Regions from separate parts of the Mus musculus genome. Here all the other regions are linked to region 3. Evidence: chromatin contacts called from public ChIA-PET and promoter capture Hi-C data. All regions are on one chromosome and are shown on one strand. Each heading gives the region's core, a stretch centred on a gene start, on an enhancer-like site or on the middle of the called end of the contact. The rest is flanking DNA. Distances are from core to core; before and after follow the strand shown. Region 1 overlaps Diaph3 (diaphanous related formin 3). Region 2 overlaps Diaph3 (diaphanous related formin 3). Region 3 holds the start of Diaph3 (diaphanous related formin 3).

What was found. Promoter capture Hi-C pulls out the DNA fragments that hold promoters and counts their contacts. ChIA-PET counts read pairs in DNA pulled down with a chosen protein or histone mark.
Region 1: a contact with region 3 is called in an RNA polymerase II ChIA-PET map of memory CD8 T cells, with 15 read pairs. The contact joins the enhancer-like site here to the promoter of Diaph3 in region 3. A contact is called at or near these places in 3 of 39 promoter capture datasets (the 3T3-L1 cell line, the C10 cell line and the HPC-7 cell line) and 2 of 115 datasets of contacts at active chromatin or transcription factors (epiblast stem cells and memory CD8 T cells).
Region 2: a contact with region 3 is called in a promoter capture Hi-C map of hippocampal neurons, with 2.6 times the contacts expected there. The contact joins the enhancer-like site here to the promoter of Diaph3 in region 3. A contact is called at or near these places in 8 of 39 promoter capture datasets (the 3T3-L1 cell line, 3T3-L1-derived adipocytes, the C10 cell line and 5 more), 5 of 484 Hi-C or Micro-C datasets (CD4 T cells, CD8 T cells, adipose-derived mesenchymal stem cells and 1 more) and 1 of 115 datasets of contacts at active chromatin or transcription factors (embryonic stem cells).

The regions. Positions count from the first base shown.
Region 1 is chr14:86,735,032-86,737,979 of GRCm38.p6, forward strand. The region is part of intron 27 of Diaph3 (diaphanous related formin 3); the gene reads right to left. Among named protein-coding and RNA genes, the nearest start is that of Gm33025, 58 kb to the right of the region's middle. Within about 2 kb of position 1,435, at least 30 of the 459 cell types and tissues checked have an H3K27ac peak or open chromatin away from gene starts, as enhancers often do. A contact at or near this core is called in memory CD8 T cells, where this site is marked.
Region 2 is chr14:86,675,757-86,678,975 of GRCm38.p6, forward strand. All of the region lies in intron 27 of Diaph3 (diaphanous related formin 3), which reads right to left. Among named protein-coding and RNA genes, the nearest start is that of Gm33025, 120 kb to the right of the region's middle. Within about 2 kb of position 1,480, at least 22 of the 459 cell types and tissues checked have an H3K27ac peak or open chromatin away from gene starts, as enhancers often do. A contact at or near this core is called in hippocampal neurons, where this site is marked.
Region 3 is chr14:87,139,582-87,142,956 of GRCm38.p6, forward strand. It overlaps Diaph3 (diaphanous related formin 3), which reads right to left and starts at 1,643. Exons shown (of 28, transcript NM_019670.2): 1 at 1,417-1,643. The coding sequence starts at 1,533.

The DNA of each region.
Region 1 (2,948 bases), core at 185-2,684, 400 kb before region 3:
TGGCCAAGCCCACTGCCATGAAGTGCCCAGGCTCCAGCAGGAGTTTGGATTTTAGGCCCACTCTAGGAGTAGGATAATTACATACTTTCAAGTTTATATAGCCTCACACTATATAAACTTGAAAGCACTTAAAAATTACAAAGAAAACTGGGATGAATTCGATTATTTAAGAGCAAACAAAATTAAAACAACTACAATAATTTGGGAAGAGCTAAGAGCTTTTAAACTGTTTTTATTGTAAAAGGAGAAATTGTAGGGCGGACAACACAACAAGGTGAAGTCGGCTGTCCTTTGGTTCCTACATTCTGCTACTGGGAGAGAATCACTCATGCTAGAAAAAAACAAAACAAACAAACCGACAGCAGGGTACATTTAAAACCAGTTAAACACACGATACAGTTGGTATGAGAAGTTTAGTACTGCAGTCGATGACGTGAGGTCAACAATCTCGCTATTGGAGTCTGAGGCCACTCTGCATCTATCGCCTTATCCTTGCTGTTCTATAGGACACAACACGCACTCTGTCAGTGCTCAATGCTATTTGCAAAAATCCCGACTCCATACCTCATCTGAAAATATCATGCTGTATGGTCCCAGCCCACACCTCCCAGTCCTCTCGTGGTTCCCATGCAGTAACCCCCCTGCCAACATCCCAGTGCCCATGGCACCCTCACAAGGCACGTCCTTCCTGTGTTAAAGCTGGGACGCTACTGCTTCCTTCTCCTTTACTTGAGAGACGTTCTTTCCACACCGTACCTTAAATGCCACTACCTAAGGAACTGCTGCTCTTTATTCTAGTTTTTCAACTCTAAGATAGAACTATCTTAGGCGTGTTGACTTGCTGTTGAAGGAGAAGGTGTGGACCTCACTAGGTACCCAAACCAGAAACATTTAGAGCCCCAGCATCTACAATGGATGTTACTGGGATCCACGGAATGAACACTTATTGGATGGATTTCACAGCTTTATACGACCATGGTCAGGAAGAAATGGAGATTTCATGTCCAACAGCAAGTAACATTTTGAGCTTAAATGTTTAATTCTGATTAATATCCCATAAAGTTCACAAGAAAATCCAATCATATAATTATATTAAGAAAGAGTATTTGGGACACAAAGACAAGCCGCAGCACAGCAAAAAAGAATGTCATTTTGATAAATATTAAGCAATCTAATTAGACGGCCACCATACCGACTTCTGTATAACATTTTTGACCTGTAAATTGTGCCTCCACACCATGAAGGCAGCTCTGTAATTACACCAATCACCATGGCTAAAAAGCTTAGAAACAGAACGAGCCAGTAAATCAACATAAAAGACATAATTGCCATATTCAAAGATCATATGAGGCTGCTTGTTATCTACAGTCCAATATGGTTATTAAGGGGGGACAGGGGGAGGCACAAGAAGAACCAAAGTCAGATGCTTAGCTTGTTCACAGCCTGTATGAACAAGGCTTATACCTAAATCTTTTGCTTGTTGTTCTTTGGTTTCACCACCTAAATTTGGAGACTTAAAAAACATCTAGGTGGTCTTTGCAGATTAACTGTATAATCCATGTGACTATATCATTTAAAATATTTAGGAATATTTTATTATGTGAAATGACCCACTGGGCTTAACAAATCTTTGTAGGATATTAGAATAATTTATTAGAGCCAGATTGAGTTAATGATCTTCAACTTTGATGCTCATTATTTTGTAAAATTTCACTTGTGCTGTTTTCTTTTCTTTCATTTTGAGACAGGATATCACTTGTGGTCTAGGCTGCCTTGAACTCAGAGATGTGCCTGTGTGTGTTTCCTGAGTTGGGGTTAAAGGTGTATACCACTACACCACTACATTCAGCTTTGCAAGTTTTAACATGTTGACATTAGGGGTTGTTATATGTTAACTGTTCTTGTACCTTTGAATAATCCCAGAGTTCTTACAGATCAGTTGTTAGCGGTCTACCTACTTATCATCATTGTTCTTGTGCTATTTTTGACATAGGCACCCCTCAAGTTTGGCTGGTTTCTTTAGTAAATTAACAGAACTAGTGTAGACTATTCTGAACTTCAGACCTCTGAGCATCAAGCTGGGCATCATATAGTACAGTTTTGTTTTAACGAGATATAGTAAATAACAGAAGAGATTAGAAGAGAAGAGAGAACTTACTGCATGTAGGAAAAGTATAATAAAAGTTATTCTTCTGCTTTATAGTTTTTAGGTAGGGTGTGTGGATACGTTTATTAGATCATAATGTATCGTAATGCAGTGTGTCATCTGCATGTGGGTTCCCACCAGGCACTGAGGAAGATCTTTAGAGCACTCTGATATTTAGAATATGTAACTCTTATGGATGTAATTCTTTATGCTAATTTTTCTTCTTACATCATTCCTCATTAAAGAGTATTACTGAGTTATAGACAATTTTATTCAAATGAGACTATTAAGAAATTATCTCATTACTGAATATAGAATGCTCATTATCATAAGAAACCCACAAGAAATAGATTTCTAGCAGGTTTTCTAAAAATGAATTAGAAATTAATTTCTTAACACTTTTCAAATGAAAATACCACAGTTAAGGTATTTGTTAAAAAACAAAAACTGTTCTAGAGAAACTAGTAGGTAACTTTGCCACATCATCTTGCATATAAAAAGTTTCAGGTAAAAATAAAAATATGTGTTTACAAGTCATTCCACATTAGTCACATGACATGAAGAAATCAAGTCAGTGCTAACCAGGAAGCTCCCTCAGTCCTGCCTGGCTCTCCTAGTACTGGCAGCTGCTATGTAGGCTGCTAGGCGTGCGGGTCCACAGTCTCTCGCTGTGAACCCTGGGAAGTACAGTAGTGACGAGCAGGGCCGGACAGGCCTCTGGTGCACAAGTGGCAAAGTACTGAGATGGTGAGGGGTAAGCAACCACCTCCTAACTGGATTTAAGCTGCTCTCCATAGGGAGA
Region 2 (3,219 bases), core at 230-2,729, 460 kb before region 3:
TGGATTATGCGAATGGGAAAATAGACAGAAGACAGAAATTACAGTCCTACTCAGAAAACTTGAATTCTAATGCTTACACATCTATTGCTGGTACTGCCCATGATGTGACATTTTCATGTAGCCTCCTAAGCACAAGGGGACAGTGTTGCCATCTAGGGATTTTTGTTTTACTTAGTAGTGTGTATACCATGGGAGCCAGAAACATCTAATTTAGAAAACATGATTCTCTATGTTTGCAGATGAAGGTGGCTTTTCTTGATGGACATCCTATGTCAGGGTGAGGTCAAAGCAGATAGACCGGCCTGTTTAGATGTCCCCGACAGAGCTCAGTAGTGTTTCCTTGCCCTGGATTGATGGTACCAGGATTGATTATACAACCTGGTATGTGTTTCGAAGAGCTCAGACTCGTCTATGTCTATAAAGGAGATGGAGTACAGAACTTGACTAGCAGATGCCACCAAAAGGGAGCAGCCCAGGCTAGTCCACGTCCAGCTCCTAGTGGCAGGATGACAACAGTAAAACCTGCAGTCGACCTTTCTCAGCCTCAGCTATTACAGGTTGATTGCGGGTACCACCCTCCTTCCAAGCACAGTTCTGTAGAGTTAACCCGGGAAGAAGTGCTAATACGGTTTGAGTTACTATATGCTTGCACCCTACTTACACTGTCCTATCTGAGACCAAACAGAAAAAAGAAATCTAAGCAAACACCTTAATCACAGGTTGTAGGCTCCCCAGAGAGACTGATTTTAAAGGATTCTGATGGTATCTGTTCTTCTAAAATCTCACTTCATGTTCTCTGCTGTTGAAGTTCATTATCAGATTCCCTTAACAGGGCCTGTGTGATATTTTTAAGAAGTATGATATCTTTAACAGGTATGAAGTAGGAGGCAATATAGTCGAACGTATAATCATTAAATACAGAAAACCACGACAGCCTTAGGTCATGTTCAGGATGGAGGGAGAATATAACTGAGGGGAAATGTCTGCTCATTTCTATCGTATATAGATTCTGGGTGGCGCTGGGTGTTGGCTGTGTCCCTGGTGCTGGAGCTACAATCTGACTTCTCATTGTTTCAGCTAAGTTAAGAATTATCGACCTTCATTTTAAAGGTGAGATTTTTTTTTTGATCAGCAAAATAACTGAGGCAAGGAGGGCCTCTCTTTGAAGCTGTCCCTTTTTAATGAGGAAAACAGAAAAAGGAGTTGGTCAATGTCGCATCAGTTATTTTCTTGCAAATAAAACACCCAGTTTGGTTTCTATGAAAGCCCAGGCTGTCCTGGGATCTCTGAAAAATTGGTTGCTGTAAACAGCTCATTTTTAATGCTGCCTTGGCTGAGTCCATGCTTTCTAAGACTCCATGGACACACAGACAGATCGGACCACACAATTCCCTCCTTCCGTTTACTGCTATAGATTCCTGCCTCGGGCTTTTCTTGCCAGCAGGGACTGTTAACTCAAAGACTTGCTTCCACTCTCTTCCTGGGGCTTTGGAATACCTCCTGTCTCTATGGTAACACAAAACACAAAGCACTAGAAATGTACCATACAGTGGGCAGGAAAAAAAAAAAACACGCCTCAGAGTACAGTACTTTTGGTAAAGCTGAAGAAGGTGCTGACGGCAGGCAAACAGACGAGGAAGGATAAGCAATTAATTGTTCCTTCTTCCATTTGTCATACAGTCTTTAAGAGCTACACGTGTCATCACAGAAGAGACCTTGGAGTCTGTCTATGGAGCTGTATAATCCACATGGTATTTGAGATTAAGAAACATGTACTGGGGAGCCACGATAGCCATATATGTCTAGGAATTCACAGTTCATTTAATCATTGAGAGAAATAAGTTCTCTATCAAATAAGCCCCCACATTTATATGTTATGAAAGACATTCTAGATACTTTCAAGTATCCTGCAGCCGGCAGCAAGGGTCACTGATCTATATACAACAGTTCTAGAAATGACCACAATTTACCCTCAGTTATGTTCTCACTTGATCTTTTAGATGACTTAAAGCTGTTGAACATTTTTCTGGATTTAATGATTGTATTTTCTACTATATTTCCTCTTTTTATACCTGTTAATGTTTTTGCTTAAGATATCATGCAAGGTTTTGTTCAAGGGTCAGGACAATTATATCAAGAACACTGCACAGAAAACTCTAGTGTGATGTACTGTAAAGATAAGGCAAAAAAAAGAGATGAACCTCACATGGTAAAATCATCTCTTAGTTGCCACAGTATAACATCTCTCCCAGTTTTCTGGAGCAGGGCACCATAATAAATGCACATTTATTATTGTGTCATTCCTGAATAATTAGAACACTCAGATCCCTAAGTTATTGGACAGTTCCAATCGTTTCTGGTCACAGACAGCATTTCTAAAGTTTTTCTCTGAAACATGACAATATATATGAGGAGCCTTAATGAAACCAACATAAGAATATTCAAGAAGCCCCACATTTACACATAAGAAAGACATCCACACTGGCATCTAACAAAACATCCCATGTAACACTGCTGCACGTGCATTGCTGCTGGAAGCTGGCTGGGAGGAGGTCTCCTGAAGATGCGTGCAGACTGCTGCTAACGGCAGCTGGGTGCTCCATTTCCAGGAGCTGCCCTCACAGTGAACAGGAGTCCATCCTCTACACACTGCCCTCTAACATAGACTAATGGAACGTCGGGGGAGATAATCTCATTAGTAGTACTCCTACTTTAGAAACTCAAATTTCCTTCCCCATTTCTCTCTCTTTTTAAAGACACCCCTGTACTCAGGGAGGCAGGCAGAGCCTTGGTACAGAAGCCAACTTCCTAAAAGCCCCCAGTAAACTAAGATGTAGCTACAGTTATAGCCACTAGAGGTCAGCCAGTTACACCTGTCACTAATAGATTTAGTGAACAATATTGTACCCTGAATAACTTTTAGTGATTTTGAAAACATGGAATGAACATTCCTTTGCAACCATTACATATAGCAGCATACTTGAGAACTATCTGGTTTTTAAAACCTTTTGTGAATGGTCCTTCTTTCCTATACTGGCTCACATTTTCTTTGGAAGAGGAAAGAATGCAATGTGATGAGTATGTCTCTCTCTTTTTTTTTTTTTCTTAGAGACAGGGTTTCTCTGTAGTCCTGGCTGTCTTGGAATTCACTCTGTAGACCAGGCTGGGCTCAAACACAGAAATCCGCCTGCCTCTGCCTCTGCCTCTGCCTCTGCCTCT
Region 3 (3,375 bases), core at 393-2,892:
TACAAAATGAGTTCCAGAACAGGCAGGGCTATACAGAGAAACCCTGTCTCAAAAAGCCAAAAAAAAAAAAAAAAAAAAAAAAAGAAAGAAAGAAAAAGAAGAAGAGGAAGAGGAGGAGGAGGAGGAAGAGGAGGAGGAGGAGGAAGAGGAGGAGAAGAAAGAGGAGGAGAAGAAAGAGGAGGAGGAGGAGGAGGAGGAGGAGGAGATGGGGGCTGGTGAGATGGTACAGCGGTTAAGAGCACGGACTACTCTTCCGAAGGTCCTGAGTTCAAATCCCAGTCACTTGGTGGCTCACAACCATCCATAATGACATCTGACACCCCCTCCCGGTGTGTCTGAAGACAGCTACGGTGTACTTACATAAAAATAATAAATAAATCTTTAAAGAAGAAGAAGAGGAGGAAGAGGAGGAGGAGGAGGAGGCAGCATCTCATGGATCCCTCTCAGAGTGGACAGAATCTATCATGACCAGGTTAACTCTCTCCTATCCTCGTGTTATTTTGATGCTCAATTCTGCATAATCAACCCCCACTTATCTCAACATGTCTCTGCTCTCAGCTTTATTCAATTACAAGTAAATATTACACTTAGCGATTGATCCACAATCTATTATTTTGGATATAATCATGGTATAAATTCCTGAAATTGTATTTGACAAGAAAGGGCAAAGCCTGTTCCTATCAATACATAAAAATAATTTCCCCATACTTCTAAGGAAAACTAACAGTCAGTGTTAACTCTGCAATTCTCTTGGACTAATACCAAAACCTACCAACCCACACAATCAGACAATCTGAATGAAATCATCCTCATTACCTAGTTTCCTTCCAGCTGACACTAACTAAAAGCTTACCAGGTGCTAATCATAGCTCTTCCTTAAGCTTTAAGAACGCAAAGCCAACCCGATTAACGAGTTTCAGATACTTGAAGACTCCTTCCAAGCTAAACATGACATTCTTTAGCAGTGACTACACAACCCGCCAAGTTTGAAAACGAGTTGCCTCAACTTGTAAAAATACGTCCACCTTAAAAGGTTCTTGTTGAATTAAAATATTAGACGGGGGAGGGAGGGCTATCAGCTAGAAGTTCACTTTCTGTCTGACTGACTGTTCTACTAAAGGGATGGGGTAAATTTTAACTTTCTTTTAAAATGCAGAATCCGCCTTGATGACGTCAGTACACAGCCATTTGAACTGTTTTTCAGATACGCCCAAAGAACTGCCAGGCTTCACAGACATCAGGGCATTCGTCCCAGAAAGGAATCGAATCCCGCCTTGTCACTGGGGATCTAAGCGGATTAACAGCTCAGGCCTTCTGAAACAAACCTAGCTCCCAGCTCCCGGGGATGTCACCTGGGGGACAGGGAGTTGTAGGCCGCGGGAGTCGCCGCACGTTGTGGCTCTGGCCCACACTTACCAACTTGGGTCGCTTCTCCCCGGGCTCGTAGGGGCCAGCGGGCGGCGCGGACTGCAAGCCCTTCCTCCGCGACGACTTGCTGTCCCGGCCGAGAGCGCGCGCCCGGTGCCTCTCCATCTTCCCGGGTCTAGGTCGCGACCTGATCTGGGGCTTTGCTCCGCGGGCTCAACTTCCCGGTCCCACGCCCACTGCGCATTAACCGCTGCACACGGCTGGGCCAATCTATCTGAAATCTCCCGCCACCACAAGCAGCCCGGTCAGCCAATCCCGCGCCGCGGAACCTGTGACGCAAGGGCCCCGCCTTTTCCGGGGATGCCAAAGCCTGGGCCTGATTGGCCCTTCGGCCTGTCCATCGCGCTTCTCGCCCTCTGGCTATGCAGGCTGCTTGCCAGATGGTACATAGTAAGGAACGGGTTTGGAAGGAAGGTTGAGCTAAAGAGAGTCTCTAACAAGGCTTCCCTTGGACTTTCAGAGTAGGTTCTTGAAAAATCTGAGCCGCAGGGAACCTCTCTCAGTACTGTTTCAGCAGCACTGAATACGAAAGCAACTGATAAGCCCTTTGAGTAGTCTCTGGAGATCTCAGGGTCTAGGAAAAATACTTCTACTACTTGCCAGCGCCCATGCCTCTTAGAAGAGATGTTTACCATTTTTTGATTACCGTTTATATAAAAATACTGCTGTCGTCTCAGAGAGAATAGAGTTCATTCTAGAACCAGAAATGAGTGACCGCAGCCAGGTGGTGTGAACATCGGTTGAAGCACGGAAGAAAGTCATTTCAAAGACATTAGGACAGACCTACAGGTGCTACGAGATGCACAGTCTTGTTTGAGGTTGGTGGAAGTTAGTGGACTTTTAAGGAAGAGCAAAAGGCGTCACGTGATAGTCGTAGGTATGTTAGATCTAACGCAGCGATGAATGGCAATTACGTGAGCCAAGATTACTTGGCTCTGGATTGGCAGCATTCCATGTCTCTACAATCATTGGAATTCTAACCTGTCAATTAAGCGCGTAGAATTTTTACTACAGGTGCGGCTTTTTCTGGAACTCCAGTTCACATTGTTCAGCACTTACAGCATGCCTCAAAGCCTAAATGCGTACTCAGGGTCAACCAAAAATTAAAAGGAATAGGGTCCAAACAATTCACAGTTTAATGTGTTTCACAGGTATTGACACAAAACAAAATGTAAAATTATAACAGCCATTCTACAGGTTTTTAAGTTCAGGTGGCAATCCTAAATATAAAGTAGAGGAAAGGGTCAGAACCTGGGTTCAAGGCAAGCAAGCACCTATCCCCAATATGCCAAATAAAGACATTAGTAATGAAGAGAAAATTCTGGAGATCAACTCAGTGTGGCTACACAAGGAAAAGGAACAAATAAAGAAATCCAGGAATCTCCCAAGTGCATCCTTAAAGATATTGACCTTCTGACTATGGAGGTGATTCAAGCCAAGACAAGTAAACATAAACTATTGATTTTGGTACAAGAAATAGTTCTAGGTATTCCACAGAGACTAGCACAGGGATTCAGAAAATGAACCTAAGGTTTCATCTACAGCTTTTAGAGGTTTAGGTTTAGTTCTGGTCTTGCAGGTACTGTTTGCTCCTTTTCTTGTTATAATGTGAGTTTTTATTATTGTCACACAGATTTTCATCTTCAGTGAGCATATACTAAAGGCAGATTCCAAGAGATTACCAAGGTCACCGGAAGAAGTACCTGGCTCTGTCACGATGGACAAGGAAGATGAAGCTTCCATTCTTACCATTTGGTAGCTGCGTGGTGTTGGAGGTGATGTGTGACTTCCTTTGCTTCTCCATCAACAAACACTTCAAATAGGAATGCTTCAGCTTACGTGAGACAACATACAGAAAGCACACAGACCTATCGGTGCAATGCAGCCAAAGACAACCAAGAGACAGACAGACCTATAGTTGGGACAATTTAGATTTATTACAAAACA